Regions from separate parts of the Sus scrofa genome. Here region 1 is linked to region 2. Evidence: chromatin contacts called from public Hi-C data. All regions are on one chromosome and are shown on one strand. The core of a region is the stretch at or near the end of the contact, and the rest is flanking DNA. Distances in the headings are between cores, read along the strand shown.

Region 1 (7,170 bases), core at 1,965-4,464, 59 kb after region 2:
GCCACGTGGGATCTGAACCATGTCTGTGACCTACACCACAGCTCACGGAAATGCCAGATCCTTAACCCACTGAGCAAGACCAGGGATCGAACCCACAACTTCGTGGTTCCTAGTCAGATTTGTTTCCACTATGCCATGATGGGAACTCCTGCTTGGGTCAATTTTGATCCTTTTCATTCTTTCGTGTCTCAGCCTTCACACACACACACACACACACACACACGGGGAAACACATGATTGAACACAGGTACATATATACCCTCTACTTTATTATCTTTCCCCTCCCCCATCGTCTCTCTACATCCTACCTCACTTTTTTTTTTTTTTTTTTTTTTTTTTTTTTTGTCTTTTTGCCTTTTTGCCTTTTCTAGGGCCGCCTCCCGTGGCATATGGAGGTTCCCAGGCTAGGGTTCCAATCGGAGCTGTAGCCACTGGCCTAGGCCACGGCCACAGCCACAAGGGATCTGAGATGCGTTTGCAACCTACACCACAGCTCACGACCACGCCGGATCCTTAACCCACTGAGCGAGGCCAGGGATCGAACCCACAACCTCATGGTTCCTAGTCGGCTTCATTAACCACTAAGCCACGACGGGAACTCTGTACCTCCCTTTTTCTTTAAAGCCCACAGCACGCCAACATTCTTGGACAGTTTCCCGTCCAACCATCCCAGTATCACCCAGGCCCAACCCTGCTTAGCTTCCAAGATCAGGTGAGATTGCGTGTTCAGGGTGGTGAGGCGGTAGACCCAACTCATTTGAAGGTCAAGTTGAGGCCCTTCATTGTCTTGACCCATTTGACCATCCCCTCTCCTGAAATGCTGCCCTATTGGCCAGTTTTCCTGGTGTTTCATGAAATACTTTTGGTGTTCAATTGTTGTCTCTCTTGATCTTGTTTCCCAAACTGGATCATGAGCATCCTGGGAACAAGGCCATGCGTTATCTCCTTGTACTTCCCACAGTGCTGAGCTTAGGGGGACCGTCAGTAACTCTTCATCCATATATTTTCCACCAAGTCTCCGTCGAAGCATAGTTTCTTCTGCACATGGATGTGCTAGGATCCTGGGATTAGCTCTGCAAGGACATCAGATGAGCATAAGAAAACTGTTTCCTATGGGAGAAAACCTCATACAAGGGTCGTCGGTGTACTTTCATTAACGGTAACGAAAATGGATTCAAAGGATTTAAAAATTGAGAATTTATCAAAGATGGAGGGCCTAAAACTGGAACTGTTCTGTATGATCAATCTTTATAGTACTGAGCATGGTACTTAAAGTGTGCTTCAGTCTAAAATTTGTACAGTAGGAAAATACAAACTTTTATGTGTAATTTATCCTAAGCTCATGCCCTTCCTTCTACCTTCTCATCTCTCATCTTGCGCTTTTACTGCCTCTAGTATTTTGGGTGTCATTGAGTTTAGCTTCTTACGTGAGCTCCAGTTAACGAGGGTGGTGGTGGGAAGAATCCCATCTGAAGGATCCTGGCCTGAAGCATCAGGATTGTTGGATCATATCCAAGTTTATTCAACATAGATTTCTATTATTTAAAGAAGAAAATGGGGTATGCTATGAAATTAGGGGTCTTCTACATGCAGGGAGCAGGAGGTTTTGTGCACGAGGGTCTGGGTCCATCAGATTTGTTGATGGCCTGAGGAACAGTGACAGTGTTTGGCTTCTCCAGAGTTTATGTTCTTTTTTTTATTTAAAGGTGTCCACTATATTTTTATTTTTAATTTTCTTATTTTTTAAATTTTATTTTAATTTTTTTCCCACTGTACAGCATGGGGACCAAGTTACACATACATGTTTACAGAATTTTTCTTCCCATTGTCGTGTTGCGATGTAAGTATCTAGACATAGTTAGTTCTCAGTGTAGAGTTTATATTATTATTATTATTATTTTTGTCTTTTTCTAGGGCTGCACCCATGGCATATGGAGGTTCCCAGGCTAAGGGTCGAATCGGAGGTGTAGCCCCTGGCCTGCAACAGAGCCACAGCAACGCGGGATCCAAGCTGCATCTGCCACCTACACCACAGCCCACAGCAACACCAGATCCTTAACCCACTGAGCAAGGCCAGGGATCAAACCCACAACCTCATGGTTCCCAGTCGGATTCGTTAGCCACTGCGCCACGGCGGGAACTCCTAGAGTTTATATTCTCAAGTCTGGTTCTGCTGTGACCTGGAAGGGGCCCCTAAAATGCCACAGGTACAAAAGGTCATGATCACCCAGGAAGGTGTGAGGAGGTCTGGGTTGAGCCTCTCAGGGAGGACAGAGGAAGCCTGGGAAGGAGTTGGGAGAAGTTGAGGCAGAGCTGACTTCGGTTTCTTTAATAAAACGGGGTAGGGTAGGAAGCCATGCGGGACTATAAAATGCAAAAATGCTGGAATACCTGTTTTTGAGATTGGAGTGAAGAGTCGTAAAATTGTGACAGAGGTGTTCTTTTAAGCTTGGTCGGTGGCCTGTACCTCTTCAGTCTTCCAGCCCAGACGTTCAGATGACTGGCTGCATTTTTCCTACATCTTTTTGGGGCATGAAGCTCTGTTCATGCATTTGAAGTTTTTCTTATGGGTAGTGGAAGCCACTGATTAGCTTTAAGTAGAGAAGCAAGTTGCCCATCTTTTCATTTGGGGGGGTATCTGCTGTATTCTCAGGGTAGGGCAGTCTAGAGCATACCTTTTCTCCGAAGATGAAAATATTAAATAAGGGAATAAACCAGCCACAGAAACAAAACAGTTTTCTTTCAAGCTGATTCTTGTTTGTTATAGAAAGAAATTTTTCAGCTGCCCAAACAGGTCTTGCTGACAAGTACATTTTAGCATGTTCGTGTTCCCTGGATAGGTGTGTTTTTGTCGGTGTTTGGGCGCTGCAGGGAGGAAAGTTCCTTCAATCAGTTTATTTGCATAATGAAAGCACCAGATTAATGACTTTTTGACAGTTATCACTTTCAGCCATTTGGAGAAAGTAAAACATTTTTTCGCCACCAAGGCGAAGAAAACGGTGTCTGATCACTGTTGGCTATTTCTCTTTGGTTTTAAATTCTCTTGTTTTGAGAACATGCTCAGAAAAAGGGTTAATCTTGAGACCACAGGTCTGAACAGGTCTAGGTATGAGATCTGGTTGGCCGTTTTGCAAGGTGCTACCAAGGCTGCCTGAGTGTAATCTGACACCAGGTAGGCCCAAGAGGCCAATGATGGGAGGTGGAGAGCAATGTGCAAGAACCGGCCTTTCAGGTCTGGGTGGTGAGTAATTGCAGCCTGCCCTCCGACTCCTGGAACTGTTCTGGGGTGTCAGCAAAAAGGTGGAGCAGAGGCACCTCAGCCTATTCCCTTGAGCGTATTGACTTTGTGGGTTTTTTGTTTGTTTCATTTTAACATGGTGAAGCTAAGGTGAGCTTATTCAGATGTCCAAGGCCTCCTGCAGCTTTGCGTGTGTCACCAGCATACAAAAACCTCAGTTTGTGTTTCATTCGGGTGGAGATAAGAGCTCTCCTTCCGAAAAAGATCTAGGTACTTCATTTCCCCTGCCTCCCCTTCAATGAAAGATGCTTTAAAGCAGGCTGGCTACTTACATGACATAGGTGGTAATATAGCTGGTACTTCTGAGAACATCTTCATTTATCCAGATAATCCACTGTGAAAAATACTCATGATCTATTCATGTAGATACAGGGGTGTAAGTAGACAATTAATGCTGGGAATTGGGGAAAAGTAGAGAATTGTTTGGTTCTTTGCCATTAACTGTCTAGGGGACCTTGGACAAGCCAGAGGGCTCTAGGCCAAAATTCTCTAACTTTTCAGTGAATGCCTTGTCCTAGGTGATTCTTAGATCTTTTTCAGCTCGAAAAGCACCTGATTCCACCCTTTTTTAGATTGAGACTCCACAGGCCCTTGGAAGATGGTATAGTATTTATCTTGATAACACTGATTTATTATTTTCACTTCTGGCTGGGAGCTCATATAAAGCATTCTGTTATACTGGAAAACATCTGAAAAGGCCCAACTATGGTCTTTTACTTAAGAATTTCAGTCATTACACTTTATGGGTTTATTGCTTGCCTCTCATTTCTAACTTGACTAGCCTCTCTGCTCTCACTGGTCTTACTCTACTGTCTTTCATTTTTGTTGTATTTCTTCTGGTGTCTTGGGTTTTCTAAATATGTTTGCTCTTCTTAGGAGGGGTATGTCTGTATGTTGAAAAGAGCTGTTTATTCGGTTCTCTCTTCATATAAAAATACTGTCCATTCAGGTACTTGATGTCTGAAGTTGCTACAAAATTCCAGTTCTTTAGATACTCCCAGCCCTAGAAATATGAATATAATGATAAATATAAATACACAATCTGAATATTTTATTAGAAAGTCATTCAAATTAAAGGTAGTCATTCATCCATTGACTAAGCTGGTGTATTTTACCTTCTTTGGGCCAGAACTGATGTCTAATCTAAAAGATTTTTGCTTTTTATTTTGTTTGATTGGTTCCTTTTTTTCAATTTTCTTGTTGAACGTAAGGCGTTGATGGCTTAGTGACTTCCAAGGGGTAGCAATGATTTTCTTAAAAATATCATTATGAATTATGGGTTTATAGGCCCTTGTATTTAAAGCCCTTTTGAAGGAAGCTTAAATTTGCATTCGGCTAGGGATTAAAGCAGCAAGTGTGAAAAGCATTAAAAACTGATTTTGACTCTCCTATGTTTATAATACATGAAATCTTTTTATAATAAGATACACAGAAATTAACCATTTGAATTGGTTGTAGTAGCCAGCGGTGCAGCTAAGGGTTTTATGTTTACAGTCAGTAAATTCATTTTGTTTGGAAGGGGGGCATAATGGAACTTGGTGTTAAGGGAAGCCTGCCAGACAGGATGTGGTCCCAACCTTGAAGCAACTGGATTTATCAAATAGGTGCCAATTTTTAGGCACTAGACTAGAATTCTCCTTTTGTTGGTAATGGGGCTCCAGTGTTCTTTATTGGAGTCCAGCAGATAGGTAAGGGTGACTCCCCGTGAGTATGGAAATGAGACGTAAGGAATCACTAGTTACCTGGCATGCACCTTTTACACATCTCTTGCACTGTATTTAGCCTATAATGAAGCTCGTGTTTATTGAATAAAACTTACGTGCCAGGCATTCTGCACATGCGTTTGCATCTCATCTTCACAGGCTGTAGATTTGGGTGTTATTCGTCATACCCATTTTACAGAATGAGGAAACCGTGGCTCATACCTATTTTGCAGGAAGAGACTGACCCTGCATAACTTGTCCAAAGTCACAGTGCAGATTCAAACCCAAGTGGTCTGACTCCAGAGCCTGCGCTCTTAACTGTTGTGCTTGCACTACGATTTTACCTTAAATCTCTAGCTTGTCCATCAGAGGTTAGGAACCTGACTGATGATGAGACATTCCTCTGGCATGTTTCCTTGAAGACTAAGAATATGGTCCTTACCCAGTTGAAAGATACGAGAGCCAGCTTGGGGAGTTGCTGTTATTTGGTAGATTCCCAACTGGGTGACCTTTCAAAACTGTGCAATTAAGTTAACTGTTTGAAGTCCTTGTGTTGAATGAACAGCTTTCTCTTTTTACGTGTTGTTTTACAAAGACTAGGGACACTCTGAAAATTATGTTTGGGAACTATTAATACAGCAGAGTTCCTGAACATCATACGTATAGCTAATGGTTGGGAAACGCAAACAAGTTTTACATTTACCTAAAGACATTATAATTTTGTTGGAGTAGAAAAAAATGCCTCTGCTTTTGCCTGAGTACTTATAATGTTTTTTTCCATTCCAGAGAAAATTTGAGGAATAAAATGATAAGTTCAGTCTTGGACATGTTTTAGACACATTGACTCTGAGGGGCCCTGATGTAGACCTACCTAAAAGATACTTCAGTGAGTGGGTTTGGACATCGGGAGCTCAACTAGAGACAAAGATTTGTGTTTTTCTAATTTGACCTGTGTATTTACGTAGAAACCCAGGTGTTTTATTTTGTTTTGTTTTTTTGATCTTTTTTGCCATTTCTTGGGCCACTCCCGCGGCATATGGAGGTTCCCGGGCTAGAGGTCGAGTGGGAGCTATAGCCACCTGCCTACACCAGAGCCACAGCAACACGGGATCTGAGCCGCATCTGTGACCTATACCACAGCTCCCAGCAATGCTGGATCCTTAACCCACTGAGCAAGGCCAGGGATTGAACCCGAAACCTCATGGTTCCTAGTCGGATTCGTTAACCACTGTGCCACGATGGGAGTTCCTAGAAACCCAAGTTCTAAACCATTGCAGCATAAAGGATTTGGGTAGATTTAGAGGCTGTGCATTCTAGTCACGGACAGAGTTTGACTTAGGAAATGAAGGTTCTAGTTGTCCTTCTATTCATGCTGTCCACCTGTTCGACCTTGGGTACAGGGGTCAGTTGGCTCATGAAAAAAATCATTGATATAATGTTCAGTCTCGTCTCTTACTGAAAAAAATTTAATGCTTGGAGCCTGTTATTTAAGTCCCTCTAATATGTATGGGTGGTGCCTCTGGATCAGGAATTAGAAAAATTCTTCCCAAGAACCTTGTTGGCTCTTGCCAAAGGCTATATAACTACTCAGAGAAGAGGAGGAGGAGTTGCTGTCGTGGCGCAGTGGTTGGCAAGTCCGCCTAGGAACCATGAGGGTTGCGGGTTCTATCCCTGGCCTTGCTCAGTGGGTTAAGGACCCGGTGTTGCCATGAGCTGTGGTGTAGGTTGCAGATGCAGCTTGGATCCCGCATTGCTGTGGCTGTGGTGTAGGCCGGTGGCTATGGCTCCAGTTGGACCCCTAGCCTGGGAACCTCCATGTGCCATGGGAGCAGCCCTAGAAAAGGCAAAAAGGAGTTCCCGTCGTGGTGCAGTGGTTAACGAATCCAACTAGAACCATGAGGTTGCAGGTTCGGTCCCTGCCCTTGCTCAGTGGGTTGACGATCCGGCGTTGCCGTGAGCTGTGGTATAGGTTGCAGACGCGGCTCGGATCCTGCGTTGCTGTGGCTCTGGCGTAGGCCGGTGGCTACAGCTCTGATTTGACCCCTAGCCTGGGAACCTCCATATGCTGTGGGAGCGGCCCAAGAAATAGCAAAAAGAAAAAAAAAAAAAAAAAAAAGAAAAGGCAAAAAAAAAAAAAAAAAAAAAGAAGAAGAAGAGGAGCCGGGGATA
Region 2 (6,849 bases), core at 1,606-4,105:
AAAGAATACATATAACATTTAAAACATCCCTGGTGGCCTAGTGAATTAAAGATCCAGGTCACTGCTATGGCTAGGGTTACAGCGGAGGCGCCAGTTCAATCCCTGGCCTGGGAACTTCAGCATGCCCTAGGCATGGCCAAAATACTCTATCATTTATGAGCTACGTATATAGTACAATGACAAGCATGAGATGGACAGAAGAAATCAATGGTACTTTTTATGTCTTTTTTCTTTTTTTGGCTTTTTAGGGCCACATGTGCAGTATACAGAGGTTCCCAGGCTAGGGGTCAAATCGGAGCTGCAGCTGCCAACCTATGCCACAGCCACAGCAACGTAGGATCCAAGCCTTGTCTGTGATCTACACCACAGCTCACAGGCAAGGTTGGATCCTTTAATTCACTGAGCAAGGCCACAGATTGAACCTGAATCCTCATGGATATTAGTTGGGTTCATTACTGCTGAGCCACAATGGGAACTCCTCGTTTTATGTCTTAAAAATTGAATGAGAGATACAGTAGATATTAAGAGATACAGTAATAATTGCTTAAAGGTTGCTATTTTCATATTCCATGACAAAGTTATTGATGTTCTTTCAAAATAAGCATCCATTTATATTTGTTCTGTATCAAATACATTTAGCTATCTCTAGAGCAAGAAAAATACAAGACTAGCTAAGATAATGTTTCTTTTTACTCATTAAGGACTCTCTGCTTTTATTTTTCTTTGTATACGACAATATTACAAACAGCACCATTATAAATGTAGGTGTTGCATACACATGAATGCGATTACCCACTCATTGTCCAGTTCCTGAATGTGACTGAAGGGCCACAGAGAAATAATTTGGCTTAGTATATAATCAAATTTGGGCTGATGAAAAAGAAGGCTCACAGCTTCCCTACTAAGAATGAAAAGACAATAGAAATTGCTCATGTTTTGAAAAGTCAAGAGCAATGTATATGAAAGTGTTTTGTAAGCTCTGAGTTTAAGTCAGAAAGAAAGACTTTATTATTATTAGAATCTCTAATAATAGAGGAATAGAGGAATTATCATACAGGCCTATTGTCTGCTATCCAGCACTTGCAGTAATCACAGAATTTCTTTGGTTGTGACTTCCAGTAGTCTGCCCTGGAAAAGAGAAAAATAAGTTTAAGTTCATTTAGAATTTAAAAAGATTTTTACATGACTTACATCTTAAAGAGGCCGAAATATAAGGCACTGCTACTGAATCTTGTCTTGTTACACACAGCACCCTGCTTCATTATTTAGCTGATTGAAAGCAATCAACTATAATTCTATTGCCAGTGGAGTAGAAAAAGTCTGCATCGGCTTTAAAAGTCTCCTAAACGAAACAGCTTAAACAAAATTTCTCATTTTTTACTGTCATCCGCGTGAAGAAATAAAGATCATCTTGGAGAAGATTACTTATCCCTTCGACTCCTTTCTGGAATTTTTGGAGGTTACGGCAATGGAGGCATGAAGAAACTCGTAAAGTTTGCTTTAAATCACGTTATTTCCACCCAAAGAACAAAGCAGAAGACGCCTCCAATGCGTGACTGTGATCCCTCTAAGACCATCAGTTAATACAATTTGAGCCTCAGGGGAAGAAAAAGAGAGTTGGAAAAGCCAAAGGATCTCTCAGCCGGTAAAACCAAAAACTAAAAAAAGTTAGAAGCTCACCAGGGCTGCCCGCTTCTAGTGATGGGAGGAGGCAGCGGTGGCCGCGGTCCAGCCCTATACTTTCACAATACCCCGGGGTTCCAGCTCGAGAGAAACGAAAAGGATGCTCGCGGCTTCCGACCCGCTAGGTGGAGGGAGCGCTCCGTAGCATCCCGGCGGCCGTCCAACCTCCAGAGGCCGCCAGCCTCCCTCCAGGGGTCCGTACTCCAGGCCCCCAGGGCGCTCCGCGGGGTAGCATCCCTACGCCGCACGGAGAACCGGCCCCGCCAGTCGGCCGCCGGTCCCGAGCGAGTTAAGAGAGCGTCCGTCACGCCCCCGGCCGCGGGCGGGGGGAGAGGGGGTGGTGGCGGAGGAAGAGACCCGGCGGGGAAAGGGCCTCCCGGAGAAACAAGACCTCCTTGTTTAGAGCCTGAGACCTGACTCACATGACTGGACCAGCCGCTCCGCGGGTCGCCCCCGGGTCCGATTAAGGCTCGCGTGCCCCACACAGGGAGAGTCCGAGCCCGGATCACCGCGAGGCCCACCGGAGCCTCCGAGCCCCGGACGCCTCCCTCCTTCCTCCGGACCAGTGCTCCCCGGTTCCCAACTACGGGTGCCCAGACGACTCAATCCGCGTTTGAAATCTCCTCCCCTTCCCCTCCTCCTCCAGGGGCGGTACTCCCGGCTCCGGAGAGGTGGGGTCGCTATAAAGGGGTTGAGGTCACCGAGAAGGGGCGAAAGCGCGACGGGACCTGAGCTGAAGGCCGGGAAGCTCGAGCCTCACGTCCCCGCGTCATCTCTCCTTTTTTTCTCTCTCTCTCCCCCTGGGATCCAGAACCTCCACCCTTCTTCTAGGCTCGCTGGCCCGTGGCCCAGGAGCTCGCGCGCCGCCTCCGCCCCGAACGCAAACAGCTGTTCCCAGAGACGTCGCCGCCCTCAACTTTGCCAACTAGTCCGCACGCACTTTGACCAGCGGAGCAGCCCGGACCTGTAGGCTGGGGGCTGTTGGCGGAGTTCAAAAAAGAGAGGTGAAACAGTTGGTTTCAGGACCGCGACTCGTGGAGCTTGGCCTCAAAACTTTCCCGAGGCGGCGGAGCGACCCCGCCCCGCCCCCGGGACGCCCGCGCGCTCGGGACGGGCGCGTTCCCTGGCTCGCGAGCGCGTGGGCAGCAAGCAACAGCGGCGGCGGCGGCGGCTCGGATGGTGGCGGGAGGTAGAGACGGAACAGAGGCAGCGTTTGCGCTTGTCAGGTGAGTCACCGCCGTGCTCTCAGCAGCACTTCCCATATGGTCTAGCGGTTAGGATTCCTGGTTTTCACCCAGGCGGCCCGGGTTCGACTCCCGGTATGGGAACGTTGCAACCACTTTTAGAAATGGGCCCTGGGGGTAACTTTTATTTTATTTCCAATGGCTCTGGCTCTTTTTCTCCCTTCTTTTGGTGGGTGATACGGTGGAAAACTCGCTTTAGTGTACTTGTTAGAGACGCCGTGATCTGGGCTGCGGCTTTGGGAGCCACGAGTGCTGCGCCGGCCGGGCTGGCGGAGCGACCACGCTCAGGGTCCCGGTGCTCCCGCTGGAGCCTGGCGGGGCTGAGCCGCGAGGAAGGAGTTTCACTTTCCCCGGGCCGCCCTCCAGCTCCTCCAGTCCCCGGGCCGTCCCTTTCCAAACGCTCGGGAGGTGATGATTAACTCCGGCCTCGCCTTATCTGCCCCCAGCGCCCCACCTCGGGCCCACACCCTCCTCCTCGGCCGCCCCCTTCTGACGGTCCCAAGCGACGCGGGGAGTGTTTGTCCCCAGCCTTCGGCCTCCGGGAGCCCTCGCCTGGCTCGCAAGTCCTCCTTATCTTGGCCGGGTGTTTACTAGAAACACCCCCGCCCCAAGGCAGCCCCCGGGCAGGGCTGGGGGGAGCCGAGGGCGGGCGGGGGATCTCCGATGCCCGCGGGCACCAATTTCGCCACCGCGCCGCTGCCCGCGGCCGCCCCATCGGCCGCGTGTCCACCCGGGGCTCCCGCGGCGCCGGAGCCCCGCCCCGAGGCCGGCCTGCGAGGTCCTCCCAACTGGACGTCGGGTCGCTGGCCGTGGTTCACAAAACTACCCCAGACTCCAGAGCCACAGACTTGAGTGCCTTGGCTTCGGAAGGCCTCTGGGGCAGGGCATCTGTCCCATTCTCCGCCCCCATCCCCCCAATCCCAACACACACACACACACACACACACACACACACACACACACAGTGGAAAAGAGAAATACCACTAGGATGAGTTGTCTTTAAAGAAACTTGTCTTTGCACAAAGGTCTAACGTTTTGAGTGCCGCCGATAGAGAATCCTGGGGTTGGAGGTGGGGCTTGGAAGAGAAAATTGGCTGGAGACGGGAGGGGATGTTACAACAAAGTTTCACTGTATTTTTAAATATAGAAGCCCTGTGTTTATTACAAAGAAGGGGCAGCTGTGTCAGCAGCATGTGAGCTGTACATGAGACAAAAGCGTTATCTTAAATGCGGGCTGACATTAGAAAAATGGGGTGAGCCCTAATGTTTAGTCTCTTGGGTCTCTGGGAGCAAATGAAGAAGGAAAAAGTGCGGCTTGTGGATGGGTTTCTGGTCAGGGCTGTTTTGAAGAGCACAAGGTTTCAATGTGCTTTCCCAAAGTTTTAACTGCACCGTGAGTTTTGAAATAATCTGTGAATGTGATCTGCATGATGAAGGATTAATTACTTATCCTTCATCATTCGAAGTAAACTTTCTGATGAAAACTGTTTTAGATCATCGTCATGAATTCAAATATTTGAACCTCCAGTCTGCACCGAGCACCATCAGAGACTTTTGAAAGTCATCCGATGTTCACGTTCTTCATGTTAGGAAGTTGTGGGTAGAATAATGAATCGGCATTATATTTTGGACCCTGCAATGATTAGCTTTATGACCTTGTGTAGATCTTTCACTTTCTCTGTGCTCTGGGTTTGGAGCCATAATTTCTTTCTTTCTTTCTTTCTTTCTTTCTTTCTTTCTTTCTTTCTTTCTTTCTTTCTTTCTTTCTTTTTTAGAGCTGTACATTCTTGATAATACATATCACTCTCAAACTTAAGAGTTGCAAGAATTGGTGAGCAATTTTTGTAGTAGTAATAAAAGTGGAAACGTTGCATGTAGCTAGAGGGGGATGGTGTCCTTGTTCAGAAACCCTTCACTGAAGCCTTAGGCCCAGATTTGGAAGGAAGAAAAGACCCCTCTGCTTAGGCTCCAGAGGGAGCTTCAATCTTGACCTTGCATCTTGTAATGGCTTGATACGGTACTGTACCAAATTGCTCTGAAATGGATATGATTTTCAACTGAGCACTTAGTATAATTGCAAAGAGCTTTACTGAACCCAAAGTCCTCATGGATGCTAGTCGGGTTGGTTACCACTGAGCCTCGATGGGAACTCCCAACATTATCTTTTTATTTATTTATTTATTTTTGGCTTTTTGTCATTTCTAGGGCCACCCTCGTGGCATATGGAGGTTCCCGGGCTAGGGGGTCTAAGCGGAGCTGTAGCCACCGGCCTACACCACAGCCACAGCAACGAGAGATCCGACCCGCATCTGCAACCTACACCACAGCTCATGGCAACGCTGGACCCTTAACCCACTGAGCAAGGCCAGGGATCGAACCCGCAACCTTATGATTCCCAGTCGGATTGGTTAACCACTGCACCATGACAGGAATTCCCCAATGTTATCTTTTTAGAGGGGCTTTTCTGTCTACCCTCACTGGAGCCTCCCTTTTCTGGTTACTTTCTGGTTACATTATTTTCTCCTTTTTCTTATCTGAAATAAAGGTATTGGTTCCGGTTTATTTCTTGTCTTGTTCCACTAGAATGTAAGTTCCATGAGGGTAAGGATATTTGTATGGTGAGATCACTCCTGTTCTGTAACAGCCAGCTTTCAATAGTGAAGATCTTGGGGCCCTCACACATAGGTTGGAATCCTCATTTTATGTGGAAACATAAAATGGTACAGTAGCTTTGGGAAACACTTTGGCAGTTCCCTCAAAATATCAAAACAGTGAGTTACCACATGACCCACATTTCCACTCTTAGATATATCCGTAAGGTAAGATAAATTGAAACATGTCCCCCGAAAAACTTGTCCACCAGTGTTTATAGCAGCATTACTCTTAATCAGAAAATGGAAACAACCCAAATATCCATCAACTGGTGAATGAATAGAACGTGGTGTATCCATTAAATAGTATCTGGCCATGGAGGTCCTGTCGTGGCACAGTAGTTAACGAATCTGACTAGGAACCATGAGGTTGTGGGTTCGATCCCTGCCCTTGCTCCTTGGGTTAAGGATCTGGTGTTGCCGTGAGCTGTGGTGTAGATCACAGACCCGGCTCAGATCTGGTGTTGCTGTGGCTCTGGTGTAGGCCGGCGGCTTACAGCTCCAATTGGACCCCTATTCTGGGAACCTCCATATGCCACTAGAAGCAGCCCTAGGAAAGGCAAAAGGACCAAAAAAATTGGCCATAAAAGAGCATGAAGTACCAATATATGTTATAACTCGGATCATTATGCTAAGTGAAAGAAGCTGGGCTCAAAAGACCATCTTTTGTGTGATTGCATTTATATGAAGTGCCCAGGGTGACAAATTTATAGAGAAAAGGTTGATGATGGTTGCCTAGGATTTGAGGGGAGAGGGGGACACAAAGGGGTGAGAAGTGACTGCTCCTGTAGGTACAAGATTTCTTTTGTGATTAGGAAGTTCTACAATTAGATGATGAAGATGGTTGCACAACTCTATGAATATACTAAAAAGCACTGAATTCTGCTCTTTGTATGGATGAACTTCCTGTTACGTCAATTGTATTCCGCACAACTGTTAATAAAGATTGAGGCAATTAAAAGCATATAAATATTTTGTCTACATGCACATTCATCATTTGGATGTTAAATACTTAACAATAGTAGTGGAATGATAGAGCACTGCAACTTTAGCTCGTAGATAATCCAGGAATGCAGCAAGAGCGCAGCAAACAGCAGAAGAAGGAGGTGAAAGTATACAGATAATTATGGTACAGTGCCTCGTGTGGTAAATGCGCAGAGGAGACTAAGCCAAGGGTTACAGGGCTTTGAAGGTCTCCAAAATACCACACGTGGGTTTGTGTGAAGGGAATGGGGAAAGGCCTCTAGGAGGCACCATTAGAGATGGGCTGG

Evidence for each region. Hi-C and Micro-C count contacts between places; a contact is called where the count stands out from the background.
Region 1: a contact with region 2 is called in a Hi-C map of liver, with 4 times the contacts expected there. The contact joins the enhancer-like site here to the promoter of WBP4 in region 2. A contact is called at or near these places in 1 of 5 promoter capture datasets (liver), 9 of 47 Hi-C or Micro-C datasets (blood, fetal liver, heart right ventricle and 4 more) and 2 of 2 datasets of contacts at active chromatin or transcription factors (alveolar macrophages and skeletal muscle).

The regions. Positions count from the first base shown.
Region 1 is chr11:25,827,992-25,835,161 of Sscrofa11.1, forward strand. The region is part of intron 1 of ELF1 (ETS-related transcription factor Elf-1); the gene reads left to right. Among named protein-coding and RNA genes, the nearest start is that of TRNAE-UUC, 59 kb to the left of the region's middle. Within about 2 kb of position 3,215, at least 21 of the 83 cell types and tissues checked have an H3K27ac peak or open chromatin away from gene starts, as enhancers often do. A contact at or near this core is called in liver, where this site is marked.
Region 2 is chr11:25,769,700-25,776,548 of Sscrofa11.1, forward strand. It overlaps WBP4 (WW domain-binding protein 4), which reads right to left and starts at 2,856. Exons shown (of 10, transcript XM_021065642.1): 1 at 2,624-2,856; 2 at 1,056-1,128. It overlaps ELF1 (ETS-related transcription factor Elf-1), which reads left to right and starts at 2,391. Exons shown (of 9, transcript XM_021065635.1): 1 at 2,391-2,909. It overlaps TRNAE-UUC (a tRNA gene), which reads left to right and starts at 2,940; the gene lies at 2,940-3,011.